2 separate regions of the Mus musculus genome follow, and region 1 is linked to region 2. The links are chromatin contacts, called in public Micro-C maps. All regions are on one chromosome and are shown on one strand. Each heading gives the region's core, a stretch centred on a gene start, on an enhancer-like site or on the middle of the called end of the contact. The rest is flanking DNA. Distances are from core to core; before and after follow the strand shown.

Region 1 (7,494 bases), core at 4,222-6,721, 1.2 Mb after region 2:
ACCTGTGCTTCTATACTGGGGGACACTGAAGGTAGAAATGGTTACAGAGGTGAGACAGGGCCTTTTTAAAGGAAGGTAACAAGTCCAGTATCAAAGCTGGGAACTAGAATCTTTTCTGAAAGAGGCACCACAAGTAGGGAACACTCTCCACTGAGATGGCAGAGGCAAAACAGGACAAGCTCTTCAGGGAGCCCAGGCTACCTCTTCCCTGGCCTCAAGGACTAGCTGCTGCTGCTGGTGTCTGTCTGTCTCTGTCTGTCTGTCTGTCTGTCTGTCTGTCTCTCTCTCTCTCTCATCACAGGGGACTGTGCTTACCCTCCCTGCTCCTCCCAGAAGATACACACCAAACCAAAGTCACCCCGCACTACAGTGGCTTCCTGTCTGGACTTTGCCCACATCCATTGTGTGTCTAAACCTTCCTCTGGGAGACCTCTTACTCACGCTCTGAAACCCCAAGTGTTCTCCAGCAGCTATCATTATACTCTTCGTCTCTGATGCTCCACAGCACCCAACACTCTTGTAAAATGGCTTACAGTTTGTGAGAATATTATCTACCAGGGTTCTTGAACCTGATGTTCCTGGTATTTTGGAGTTGGTATTTCTGTTATAGGATAGTCCTGTGATTTGTAGAATGTTCAGCAACATTTACCTATTAAACATCAGCAATATACTATATTTAAACATTGATAGTGAACAAACCCCATCCCCCTACCAGGAAGCAGTGACAGAAGTCTTGGCATACAGCTCATAGGCTAAGCTAAATGACACCCTGGCTTTGTGGATATGTACTAGAAATACCAGAAACAACGGACAGCTACCTAGATGACGAGCCTTTGAGCAATGCATTTATGCCCAGCTTGCTAATGGGTTTCCCAGCCGCAAACTTAAACATGTGTCAAGGGCAGCTGTCACCTTGTCACTGTCACATATCTTTGAATGTTTCCAGTGGTCTTAAGAACTATGCTGGGGTGGACAGTGGTAGCACAAGCCTTAAATCCTAGCACTCAGGAGGCAGAGGTGAATCTCTGAGTTTGAGGCCAGCCTGGTTTACAGAATGAGTTCCAGAGTAGCCAGGGCTACATAGAGAAACCTGATGTGACAAACCTAGAGAACAATGCTGAGTTACTGCAGGGTAGCCTGAGCCACACATACGTGTCTAGCTGCCAACTTGAGTCATGTCCCTCATCCTTGTGGTTACAGCCTCTTCTCTAGCTTTACTCAATGGCACCCACAGATCCCACCTGAGCCCACAGACCCTCAGTGCCTGCCCGGTGGTGAAGCACCTTGTCCAGCCCTTACCCACCAGGTGATCTTGTGGTGAAGGGAGCAGAGTTCTTGGCTCTGGACAGAGCTGCTACTGTGTGCTCATTTCTTTTTCTTTTCTTTTCTTTCTTTTTTTTTTTTTTTGGTTTTTCGAGACAGGGTTTCTCTGTATAGCCCTGGCTGTCCTGGAACTCATTCTGTAGACCAGGCTGGCCTTGAACTCAGAAATCCGCCTGCCTCTGCCTCCCGAGTGCTGGGATTAAAGGCGTGTGTGCTCATTTCTGTCCAAGTGGTCAAACACACTACCACATTCTGCTACAAAGAACACATTTTGCTATGACAGTTTGCTCTACAAGCAGGCCCTGTAACCTGTACCACCTTGGTTGACAGCCATGCTGGCAATGCAGCAGTGACTCAGCAGGCACGCACCTGGACAGAGCGACTGTTAAGTCTTCGAGTCCTGTTTATTCCACCCCCACCTGCAGGGACCCACACAGGATCCTCCTGCATGGGCTGGTAACAGATAGTGCCAAATGAAAACTGGTTTGAGTTCAACCTCCTCCACTTGGTCCAAAGAGACGAGCCAGTGGTTAGTCCAACTGCTGTGTGTCATTCCCTGAGACCCAATTTCACAGAACTGAGCTTCCTAGATATATACCTTAGTTCTGCTAGGGGTTCACATCTGCCAAGATATACAATGTTTGAAAGTTCCCAAATGCCAGTTTCCAGATGGCCTCCGTCACCACATGATTTAAGCCTGCAGAGAATTTATTTTTCAAGCGTGGCAACAGGACAAGGGAGAAAGAGACAGAGAGCATCTTTGCTACCAGCTCTCCAAAAGCCAGGTTCACAAAGCCGTCTTTCAGTCACAGAACAGCTGACAGGCAGCCCCAGCAGGAGGCTGGCAAGAATATTCTTGTATAAATTCTAAAGGTGGGTCCCAGAAAATTTGGAGCACAGTAGTGCCTTTCATGCTAGGGTTGCACCAGTGAGGCAGAAGCTGGGGATTTTATGTCGCCTTGGCAATACAGTGACACTCTCTAACAGGAAAAGAAATTAGGTGCAGTGAGCTCACTGGAATATTGTGGGTCAGGTGTTCTAGTGTAAGGACATGAGGTGAACGACACAGGAAAAGCCCTGCTTTCCTAGGGGTACGGGCCAGAGAGAAGAGCCTGGAATATTTAGGAATAACAACAGCAATAGCTTTGTTCACATTTACTGCCAGCAGAAAGTAAGAGAAGGCTAAAAGGAGAAATGCCGTTAAGGAGAAGGGCCCTCTAGTGAGGTCATTTCTAAACAGGAGTGTAAGAGATGACAGGGAGACACAGGAGGATGAGTATCTGGGCAAAGGCCGCACCATGAGCAGGTGGAATGTTGAGGATGGGTAGCATGTGAGGAGAAGAGGCAAGGGAGCCTGGAGCTTGGAGCTGACAGAGAAGAGGAAGGTCAAAGGAAGAGCACTGGGGCAATGCTGCTGAGTGTGAGCCAATTGTGTGTGTGTGTGTGTGTGTATGTGTGTGTGTGTGACTGGTCAGAACTGCGCCAGCAGGCACAGCAAGAACACACCTCAGGGCAGCCAGTATGGTGCTTAGATACAGGATAGAGCAAAACAGGGCGAGTCTGCCAGATTCTATAGGACTCTAATTAAATGTGACAGGGCAGCTCTGAGGATCAGAGCAGTCGAGGGACACGGTTGACTTTGGGGAAAGGAGCATGCAAGAACCCCAAAAGTGACCTGGGTCAGAGGTCTACAAGGCATGATGTGGTGCCAGCCTTCCTGGACTTGGATTCCTAGCAGACCACCTTCCTTCCTGCATCTTCATGTTCCTGAGAACTCACATCTCATTTTCTCTAGCAACACTCTGTCCTAATAAAAACTGAATCCATCTTTGAGGACCAGGAGGCCATCAGCAGACCAGAATGTGCCTAGTGACATACAGCACACAAAAGGCTATAGTAACAGATCCCTACACCATATTGTTTTTCCTGGCGTACTAGGAACGTAACCGGGGTGGGATGAGAAGCGGCTGCACCTCCTCCAGGAGAGGACAGTGAAGCCTGGAAAGGACTGACTGGTGGACATGTCACTGGCGGCGAACCCACCCCCTCAGCCAACGGCTGCATTGCTCCTCTGATACTACCAAGCCAGCAAATTCGAGGGATAAGCTGGCCTAGCACCCGAGTGACCACTCCATGCAGTTCTCCCAACTGGAAGTGAAGAGCAACAAAGTGGCCTGAGGAAACTACGTGTAGGGGACAGAAACCAAATACCCTACAGCTAGGGGTGTATGAAGATGCTTCAGATACCTTTTGTCAATTCCACAGAGCTCCTGCGACCATCTCCATTTTTCCTTTACTTTCTCAAAATCTTATGACGTCAATATAGTGTTAAGCTTTTGAGAAGGCTTCCCCAGTTCTAAGAAGGCTGGGCCAGCTTTCTAGGAATCTGTGTAACTAGCAAGGCAGGCTCATACCCAAACTTCCACCTCACTTGAGGTGCCCAACAATCCTGTAGAGGTCAGAAGCCAGCACAGGACTGATGACTGGTCGGGTTTAACCAGACTTACAAAGACACAGCCAGCAGCCACCACAGTTCAAAACTGCAGCCTCTTTTTACAAAAAAACTGGGGTCTACCCTCAGCCAGCTGGGAGGCTCTTGGAGGATAGGGGTGTCATGAGCTACTTCACCTGACTAATGATGTTCCTGGCGTGCAGGAGCTGAAGGTGACAGCCTTGGTGGAAGAGTCAATCAAACCCTCCACCCCTCTAGCAGCCCTTTGCCAAGCATAGCCCTAAGTCCAGCCTTCAGCTTCTACCCTACACCATTCCTCAGGCCTGAGCACGGGAGAGACAAGATTTGAGCCACATCCTGGAAATGGAGAGGAGGCCCAGCAGACTGACTCATTTCAACAACCAGAGGAAAAAAACATGAATTTGCAAGGGCCTCCCAAAAAGCTGCTGCTCTGGGGACAGCAGGTCATTTTCAGAGAACCATCCAGAGGAATTCACTAGTTCCTGTTTCCTCTCAGAGACTCAAGTCTGTAACAGTTGGCATTCAGAGGACAGGGTGTGTAGGCCTGGGCTCTAGCATACCAGGAAGCCCAGGGTATTAGGATGATTAAGCACAAGGGCCATTTACCAAGTGCTCCATTTATGCCAGGTACAGACAGCATTAGGACAGCTGACCAGCTCATTCAGCCAGCCAAGGCAGCCAGGGGAAGTGGAGGATCATTTCCCTATCTCCATTTCCCCAATGCGGAAACTGGGCTCAGGAAGGGCCAATCAACAGCCACCCCATGATCAAGCAGCAGCAGACTCAAAGCCCTTGGCTCTAAGGACTGAAGAGACCCAAGTCTTAGTTTGCCAGTCTACGGGGCTGTGGGGGTAGAGGTGGATGACACCACCACCAGTCCAGTCCAGTCCACTGAGCCTCCAAGGTGTGGCTCCTGGGCAGAAGGGGCGTGGCTCCCCTCTCCCCAGGCCAACTGACTGGGAGGTGAGGGGGCGGAAGGGCAAGAATTTCCCGACTCTGAAGGTAGCTCGCAGGGTAGGGACGGAAGCAGGCCCCGCCGGGCACAAGAGTACTCACATCGATGTTTCTTAGGATGACGCACTTGCCATTGGTGTAGAGGAAATGATCGCCCTTGGGGTCTCCACCGAGGATCTTAGAGACGCCCCGCTCCACCTGGGGGAGGCTGGCGAACACCTTCTCTGGGGAGATACAAACCCGGCACGGTGCATGAGGGGCAATCCCGGCCTCGCGGGACCCAGGGAGTTGCAGTCAGTCAGCGCTGGGGGTCCCGAGCCGGTCACCTGTTGCCGCCTGCGGGCACGACCGGCGGACTTCCCGGGCGGCGGCGGTCAGGCCCCGGGGTCCCTCCCGCAGCTCGGCCGGCCCAGTCCACAACGCCCACTCCGGGGTCCCCGGCCCGCACCCCCGCGGCCGTGCAAGACCCCGGCCGCGCCCTCCCGCCTGCACCCGACCCCAGAAGCCGGCGGCCGCGCGCGGAGGCCCACGCACTCACTGATCTCGTACGGCATCCTCGCCCACTTGTTACGGCGCTGCGCTCGAGTGGAACCTCGCAGTGGCCGAGCCCAGGGACAGCGCGGAAGGCGGCGCCGGGCGTGCCGGGCGCGGAGGGGGCGGTCCGAGACCCGGCTCCGAGACCCGTACGCGCCTGCCCCGCGCGCTACCGCTGCGGACAACCCAACCCGGAAGCGCGGCCCCGGCGCGGCTCGCCCCCAGCTTTGACCATATATAGTCAAGCGCTCGGCTCGGAGGCTGCAGCCCCACGAGCCTGCGCGGACACCGCCCCGCCCCGCTTGCGGGCCCGCCCCGGAAGTGACGTGACGCGACCCGTGAAAAGGCGGCGCGGAGGGTTGTAGGTGCGGGGCGGGAGGGTTTTTTTTCTTGGGCTGTCTGCCTTTGCACCGGGAGCCTTCTTGTGGAGCAGATCTTTCTCGAGCTTTCCAACGCCAGCTTGGCGCCCCGGCTTGCAAAAGACTTGAAGCCACTGGGCGTATGGGGTTTTGTTTGTTTGCCTTTCACTGGGTATGTTTAGGAACTTCCCCGTCTCACTCCCTCTCCCTCCTGCATGAAACTTCCTAGTAGCAAAGAAGCCAAGAATAAAGAACTGTAATTCTTAAGGATGGCAGGGGTTGTTTCCTAACACGCTCTGGGGAGGGCGTGAGGGTGGAATTCTTTTCATGGAGAGGGAAAGAAAGCAAAACCTGGAATTTTCTGAGTCTCGCAGGTTTTGATTAGGGCAAGATGAAGTCCTCTGGTTACTTGATTGAAAAGTTCTGAAGCCCTAGTTGGAAACCCGGAAAGTGGGCTTTCAAAGGAGAGCTCTTAGGAATTTGCAGCAAATGAAAAAGTCCATTTCTGCTTTGGAGCCAGGTTTGTTAATTACCCTGCGGACCAGTCCCACCCCACTCTCCTGGTTCACCTGGACACCCACCTGATTCTCCTCTAGCTTATCTTAATCTTAACTGCCATCTAGTTAGCAGTTAAATGAATTTATAGCCTATAGGAGTGCCCAGGTTTCGTAGAGAAGAGTTTAAGTGTACTCGGTAGGTCCTGTGTGGGAACCTCAGTATTTTTTGAAAAGTCTGTTTTCCTTAGTACCTAGTCTCTTGTGCTGATAGACTAGTATTTTTAAGGTTCTATGAATGTTACCCCCTGCCCTCTGTGACCTTTTGTTTGCCAGGATTGCTTGTCTAGGGATCCCACCTGTTATGTTTTATATAAAAAAAGAAAAGAAAAGAAAAAGAAGCCAGGGATATGTTTGGTGGAGGTGCAGTATGTTGTGGGGGAAAGGGGTGCCTCTGAGGGCCCATCCTGAACTGAGGCATCCCCTCCCCCTGAGGTACCAGCCACAGAACAGTATAATATGGAAATAGCTTATTTAGGACATGGGGAGGAGAGTTGAGGGGATAGTAGAGACAGAAAGACAGAGTAGAGGCCAGCCATGAACATTTGGAGTTGGTTTGGGGGGGGGGGGCGGGGATCCGGAAGAAAAGGGACAGAAGAGGAAGGGAGCAAGAGAAGAGAATGAGGAAGGGGCAAGTAGCCCCTTTTATAGTGAGTCAGGCATACCTGTTTGTTGCAGGGAACTGTGGGGTGGTGCCTAGAAGGAATGCCAGTACCACCTGGTTAATTTCTCTCAAAAGTGGTGACTTCCAGCTACTATCTCAATGATTCACCTGTCTGTCCCAGCCTTTACACTGCAACTTCCTGGGGTCCTTAGTTTGCTTTCCCCATTTGCATTGTTGATGTTGCCATAGAACCACCAAACTGCCCACCAGCAACACATGGCTCCTTAACTACAATTATGATTTCAGAACAGTCCCACTGTTAGTCTTCTAGCGACCTCACTGCACTGTGCAGATGAAAGACACTTTCCCTGGGTCTGGTCGAGCACTGTCCTAGGGATGTGCTAGGGATATTTTCAACAAGCAAGAGGTCTGTCCTAGGATTCTGGGACAGAAGATAGTGTAGACTGTGACTTTCTTATTTACTAGAATTGTTTTAGATAACAGCGATAACCTTTCTAAACCACACTAAAGTTCCCACTCAGCATGGTACAAAGACTGCTGGGGTAACACCAGCTCCAAGCTCTTTACAAGCTGATAGCTGTCCTATGTGCATCAAGCCTTGGTACTGACACTGAGAGTGATCCTACAAAACACTTTGGGGCCAAGCTCTCTGGCAGAATCCAGACTCTGTTG
Region 2 (6,813 bases), core at 2,461-4,960:
GTCCTTTAAAACCACCCAGTCCACCCAGACTCTCTTTCTAAGAAATCCCCTAAGGTGCAGATTTCAGTTGTCCCCAAGACTCTGGGCAGCATAGGGAGCAAAGCTTGCAGTGTTTCTCCACTTCTGTTCTTCACTGCTTTCTGCAGCTTTGATGGAACACTCCGACAGAAGCAACTGTACCTGCGTGCAGTCATTTCTCTCTGTTCTACATTGTGGTATGACTAGCCGCTTCAGGTTCCCGCTTTGACTTCTGCACAGTGATGGACTGCCCTGTGCTAAAATACACCCTGCCCAGTTGCTTGCTGTCAGATTTGTCTCATCACAGCAACAGACAGGAAAGCGGGACAGAAGCTGCCGCTCCTTTGCATGGAATAGGCAGACACTAGTTCCCCTGCTGTCCTCCGTATAGCCACTGGGCAATTTTTAAAATGATGATCTTGGTTACCATCAATAGCGGAGTGACTTCTACTGTGGCCTACAAACAAGCAGTAGGTGTGTGACCTGAAACCCCGCCATCTTGCAGATGTCAGCACCGACGTGGACAGGTTTCCTACAAGCTTGTTTGGGTGGATGGGAGCCCAGTCAGGCACTTCCCTGTGCCCACTCTCCTTGTCAAGTAAACGTCCTTGTTGCAGCTCAGAGTCCAGCTTTCTGCAGTCATGTTTCCTGTTTTAGGAGACTGTGATCCTGAAGCCCCGTCTAGCATTCCAAAGTACCAGAGGGCCATGTTGTACCCAACAGAGAAGGTCCTTGTGAAAGAGGATCTGGTCCCAGCCAGAGTTCTTGGGCTTTTGGCTGTGAGTTCCAAAGAGAGGATTAACAATATGCAGCCAATGGCGTTTCTTTAAATAGACACAGGGTCACTTTGAAGGTAGACAGATGGAAATAGAGGCTCAAGGGACTTGACAAAGCCCCATGCACAGGCTTAGTGTTCACCTGTTCTGAGCACTAAACAAGTTTGAGGACCATAACTAGAATGGATAAGGAGGACTAGGCAGCAGGTACAATTCTGTGAGGGGGTTGGCTTACTTAGAAAGTACTTGCCACGGATGCCTGGGAACTCAGTTGAACTCCTGGAACCCACGTCACAAAAAACCAAGTATGGGTGTGTGTGCTCTCAACCCAGCGCAAGGGAGGAGGACACAGGTGGACAGACAGCCTAGCCTGCTCACCTAGCCCAGTGAGAGACTCTGTCTCCAAAAGGTGAGCAGTGTCTAAGGAATGGTACCAAGGTTGACCTCTGCCCGTGACATGAGCACACACATGCAAACAGGCGTCTGGATGCATACCTGCACTTACATACACATGAACATGCATGCACACACACCCACATAGGAGCCAGCAGGATGGTTCAGTGTAAAGGCAGCTGTTACTGAGGTTTCTGACTGAAGGACTGTCTTCTGAACCCACGTGGTGGGAGGGGAGAACTGATTTGAGGGGAATGTCTTCAGATCTCCACAAGTATGCTGTGTTAGAGGTGCGTGCTCAAAAACGTGCTCCCTGACACACACGCACGCACACACACACACACACACACACACACACACAGAGAGAGAGAGAGACAGAGAGAGAGAGAGACAGAGACAGAGAGCGAGAGAGAGACAGAGAGACAGACACACACAGAGAGACAGAGAGACAGAGCCAGTGACAGACAGACACACACACACACATACACAGAGAGAATTGCAGTTGTGCCTTGATGAACTTGTTGTGCACTTAATTAGTCAGGGTTATGATTCAGCATCAGAAGGGTACCCAGCCTTGTTCCTGACACTGACGAGAAGCTTCTTAGACAAAGTTTGTTTGAGAACAAACTTAAAGGAGGGAGCAAGCCTCTGAGGTCCCAGGAGACGGATGTGAGAGCAATTGGAAAGAGCTTGATGCAGACACAGACAGGCCTGGCCATGTCAGATGTTCAGGAAGCCCATGTGCCTGGACCAGGGTGGGTCTCTGGGCAGAAAGGACAGATGCTATAGCCCAAAATTCCGGGATGCTTCGTTTAGCAATTGCTGGCTGTGTTAGGGAATAATAATACACCCAGGGTCAGAAGCAATTTCTACTTCCACACTTAGAAGTGGCCAGGAGGTCAAGGGTCACAAGTGATTTAAGGACAAACTCTAACAAGAAGGGAAAAACCCCCAAACAAGCTGCAGAGGGCTGAGGAGACACAAGACAACAGCCAATTACAGTGTCCTCAGAGAGGAGAGAGAGAGTCTACTCACAAACTGGCAGTTTAGGATCAAAACGGAGGACTTGGGGGAAAAGAACTCTTGAACATGAAAACATAGAATGTGTATTCTCATAAGAATAAAACTGAAGAAAGTCTTCCAGAACACACACACACACACACTCTCTCTCTCTCTCTCTCTCTCTCTCTCTCTCTCTCTCTCTTTCTATCCAAGAGTTCAGGACTGCTCTCGTATCTGACTAGCACAAAGGGTTGTCCATGAAGAGGCTTGATAACGGAGAGAAAGAAGGATTGGCCAAGTCAATCCAGACATGTGTGAGTTCTTGAACGAAGTGAGAGACCAAGAAAAGTAATCCTCAACCAGACAGGTTTCTAGCTGGAGAAAGCCAATTCCCCTGCACAACAGAGGAAACCTGGAAGAAGTCAGAACTGCCTGAAGCCAGAGTTCCCAATGGGTCTTTCTACAATTGATCAGATGTCTGCTCCTCTGTGCCAGGAGTGTCCCTGAACATCCCAAGTCATTTACATAGTTGCCAGTTAGCGCATTACTTACACCCCCCAACGCCCCGCCCCGCATATGCTTGTTGTGTTGCTAGGCTGCTTAACCCTTTGCCTCACTTTCAGCATCTGTAAAATGGGCCACACATGGAGTTGATTCAAAAGCTGTTTGGAGAGTTCAGAGCCTAGGGCAGACAGAGCCTAGGGCGGAGAGCCAGGCTCAGTGCCTGGAACAGACATCTCTCAAGAAACTCTAGTCTCTTTCTACTCCATCACAGCACCCACCTTGTTGGGTTCTATCCAAATGCTAACTGGAAATATCTATCCTGCTCACCGTTGTGCATTCAAGGCCCCGGGCCAGTTTCATCTGACAGAAAGTCCTTAGCCCACTCCCAGAGGATGTTGTCTGGCAGCTCCAAAGCAAGAAAGAGGGAGTGGGCATTTGGGTGCACACACTAATCTTTCTCTGTCCCCATACTGATCTGGGGCGTAATTGCTGAGATCATGTCCAATCTTCTAACTAAACCAGTGGGCACTGTGGCATAGAAGGGCTTTTGGGCGACTATCTTTCTGTGGTCCCCGGGCCAATGCTCTCTGGCTACTCACTCTATCCCTCCTCCTCCTTCCTCAGAAAGCCCTGATGCTCCTGGAGCAAGAGGTTGCACGCAATCGCAATCGCAGTCAGGAGACGCAAAGCTGGGGGTTCAGGGAATGCAGCCCAGGACTCCGCGGGAAGAAGAGGAGGGCGCTCGATCCTCCCGGCTGCGCTGGAACCCACCTGGAGCCGTGCGCGCAAGTGGCTCGCGCGACAGCCAAGCCACAAGCCAAGGCCTAGGCCGAGAACGCCACCCAGTAGCACCGCGGGGACCAGCAGCGTCGGCGCCGCCTGCAGGGCTTCCCGGCCCAGCTGCAGCCGCGCATCTTTAGTGCAGGTCATGGAGGGCTCAGGCGGGTGACCCGCTGCATCCCGCCGCCGGCCAGGTCCGCGCCTCTGTACCCTTTCCCGCTGCACCCGAGCCGAGGGAGGAGCTTGGACCCGCCGCCCCAAACTTTCAGCCTTTCCGGGCCATCCCTACAGTGCACTGAGCATGCGCAGCCGGGGCGCGCCTTTCAGCCCGAGGACCCCACATGCAAGAGCAAAGGAGCACCCCTCCTCCCAGTCTCCGGAGCAAGCTACTCTTTTGTGATCACTGAGCGTTCAGGTTGCCCTGAGTCCTGAGCTGGCGGCCAGATTAACTCCAGCAGCACCTCAAGGTTGCTGTAGCCTGTCCAATCCGATTCCCGCGCCGCTCCTGGGGCAAGTCGTTCTTCCCTCCGGGATGCTCCGCACCCAACTGATTGAACACTTCTTTTAACCCTGCTTTCTCCCCGAGAAAAATTCTTCTTTATGAGCGAATGTTACATTCGGGCCCCTCTAGAATCCTGACGTCTCTTCATTTTATCCTTCATGGTTCCACGTGGGCAGATTGGGAGCCAGTACTTCAGCCTCTTCAAAGAAACTGTCAGGGGAAGTGTCTCATTCAAGATCTGACAGCTCAGAAGAAGATGGCAATGTCTGTCTGCTCACACCTGTGGCTTCAGGTCACACACCTGTTAAGAGGACCTTCCTGTCCTCGGGGTATCCCTGGGAACTGGAACATCTTCCTGGCAATAGCTTCATGCTGCAACGTAGTGTTGGTTGGATGCTCAGGCCTGACTTTAAAAAACGCACAAGGTCAGGTAGTGGCGTACAGCTGTTATCTCCCGGTCACTCAGGCTATTCAGGAGGCAAAGGCAGATCACCTGACTCATCTCAAAAGGGTGGAGGGTGGGGTGAGGGAAAGGATCCATTAAAAATCAACGCTGCTTATGTTTTGCCTCTAAAGTCACTTGTTAATACTGCCTTAACACTGCTCCAGGATGCCTGGCACTTCTCAAGGGTGCAGTACCTGATGTGAGAGGTTTAGTTAAGGACACTAAGGGCTGCAAACTCCTGGTCTTATCCAGGTCAGGTCAAGAAAGGGATGTGTCATTGAAGGTGTGGAGAGGCTGATACAAGGCTCTCCGGCAGCTGCCCAGCAGGACCGTTCACAGAAGACCCTGTCCCTGGATAAGGGACATCTCTAGAGCCCAGAAGGCAGACTACCCCTTCCCCAGCTCCTCCCTCTGGGCACTCAGGGGAGCCCTAACACCCCTTGGGGGAGCTTTCTGCCCCAGCTTACTCATTGGCCAAGTGATGGCTTCATTGTTGCTGGAGAGGCTGGGCAGGTCCAGCAAGATCCCCAGCCCGGATTCAGACAGTGGGTACTCTGCTGAGACTTCCCCCTGCTCCTTTTTCTGTGACCTTTCTAATGCTTCCCTGAGGTTTTTTAACCTCGCTGAGGTGGTCTGAGGAGAGTCGGGTTCAAACAGCGTCTCTGGGAATTCCTAGTGCTAAGACTGGGCTGAGATCTAGAGAGTCAGTGGGCATTAGTAGAGGCCCTTGTCACCCTTGGGGAAGAAGAGTAGCGGGGGTGATTTGGAGTGAGGCACAGCAAGCGAAGGAGCTGCGCAGCTCCCTCCTACGCAGCTTGCGGCCTCCAAACTCCAGATGCCAGCGTTCCAGAAAACTTTCCAGGCGGTTCGCACTGAGCATGCTCCGCGGCGGGGGCGGTCCCGGGGTCCGGAAGCTCCGCGACTCTGCGGGGCCTGTGTGGGGTCTGTAGCCACCAGATGGGGGCGACGGGCCCCACGGGCGCTGGGGGACGAGCCACGTGGGTGCTGGCTGGGAATATCCTGGCCGCTGCCCTGGTACTGGGCTCGGGTCCGCGTGCACTTCCACCATCCTTCCCTGCCCTGGGCCCAGGGTCACCATCTCGGCCCGGCCCAGCAGGACCCTGGGCAAGCTCGCAGGTAAGGAGAGCTGGAGCTTGTGTCTGTCTCCATCCTCTGAAAGAGTCCTGCCCTGTAGGGCACAAGATCAAGTGGAGGGAGAGGCTGAACTTTTTGCTTGGTGGTGCTTCTAGGTGCGTTCTGCACATACTTGTATCAACGGAACTCCAGAATCGGTGAAGCCTCACGCTTGGTAGCCATAGGCTTGTATGGGTTCGGATCCAGATTCGCACCCTAGCATTTCCATGTCTGAGGGCAAATCACTTTTTATGTCTTCCTTTCTCAGGCCACTGGGACCCAAGTCATCTGAAGCCACCGTATGCACATTAGTTAGGTTAGTTAATGTATGTAGGGGTGCTAATATGGTGAGAGAGCTGGGAAGACTGGGTAGCTTTGAACTGGCCTCCAGTCTACTGGCTGCAGTAGGCCACTGGCCCCGTTTGTAGTAGTTCTAGCATTGGAAAAGCACAGGGTTCCCAGTGCCCCATAAGCCCCCCTCTGCAAGTTAGCCCCCAGCCCTCCTGCCTTCTTCTCAGGATTGGCTTACATACGCTCCTCCCTGCATTCTGCTATCTCTTCGGCTTAGCCATCACTTACTTCTGGCTCTTGGCCACCCTTCCACTCGGTTCCACCCACCACTCTTAATTTGTATCTTATCTTCTGCTAGTCAGCCCACCCACCACTCTTAATTTGTATCTTCTGCTGGTCAGCTTTACCTGTCAGCCTGACCCACCCTAGGATGACCTGGGAAGGCTGTCTCAGTGAGGGATTGCTTAGATCACGTTGGACAGGGCCTGGGCTGGAGGAGGAGGGTTATCTCTATGTGGAAGGCCCAGCCCACTGTGGGCAGTGCCATTTCCTGGGCAGGGGGGCTTTGACTTGTGTAAGAGTAGAGAAAGAAAGCTGAGTACTCGGCCTGAAAGCATTTATTGCTCTCTGCTCTGAAATGTGGCTGTGATGTGACCAGCGGCTTTAAGCTCTTGCCCTTTGGCTTACAGGCAGAATGGATTCTAACTTGAAATTACAAGCAAAAATAAACCCCTTTCTCCTGTAAGCGGCTTTTTGTCAGGGTGTCCCATCACAGCAGCAGAAACGAAGTACAGCCTCTCTTAGTCATTCTGACGATCACATCTGTGCTCACCGCTGCCCTGATTCCTGTCACCATGGCCCTGGGAGAAAATGCAGCTTCAGTTCCCAGGAGGGCCCTGGCTAGTGGCATGGCCTGTTGGAATGGACTCTAGTGTTGCCTGCCCACTCATGACCTGTAGACCCAAGGA

Evidence for each region. Hi-C and Micro-C count contacts between places; a contact is called where the count stands out from the background.
Region 1: a contact with region 2 is called in a Micro-C map of embryonic stem cells, with 6 times the contacts expected there. The contact joins the promoter of Wdr1 here to the promoter of Evc in region 2. A contact is called at or near these places in 1 of 484 Hi-C or Micro-C datasets (embryonic stem cells) and 2 of 115 datasets of contacts at active chromatin or transcription factors (both in embryonic stem cells).

Annotation. Positions count from the first base shown.
Region 1 is chr5:38,556,228-38,563,721 of GRCm38.p6, forward strand. It overlaps Wdr1 (WD repeat domain 1), which reads right to left and starts at 5,472. Exons shown (of 15, transcript NM_011715.3): 1 at 5,289-5,472; 2 at 4,853-4,974. The coding sequence starts at 5,304.
Region 2 is chr5:37,333,171-37,339,983 of GRCm38.p6, forward strand. Evc (EvC ciliary complex subunit 1) reads right to left here and starts at 3,711. Exons shown (of 21, transcript NM_021292.2): 1 at 3,465-3,711. The coding sequence starts at 3,623. Evc2 (EvC ciliary complex subunit 2) reads left to right here and starts at 5,308. Exons shown (of 20, transcript NM_145920.3): 1 at 5,308-5,557. The coding sequence starts at 5,378.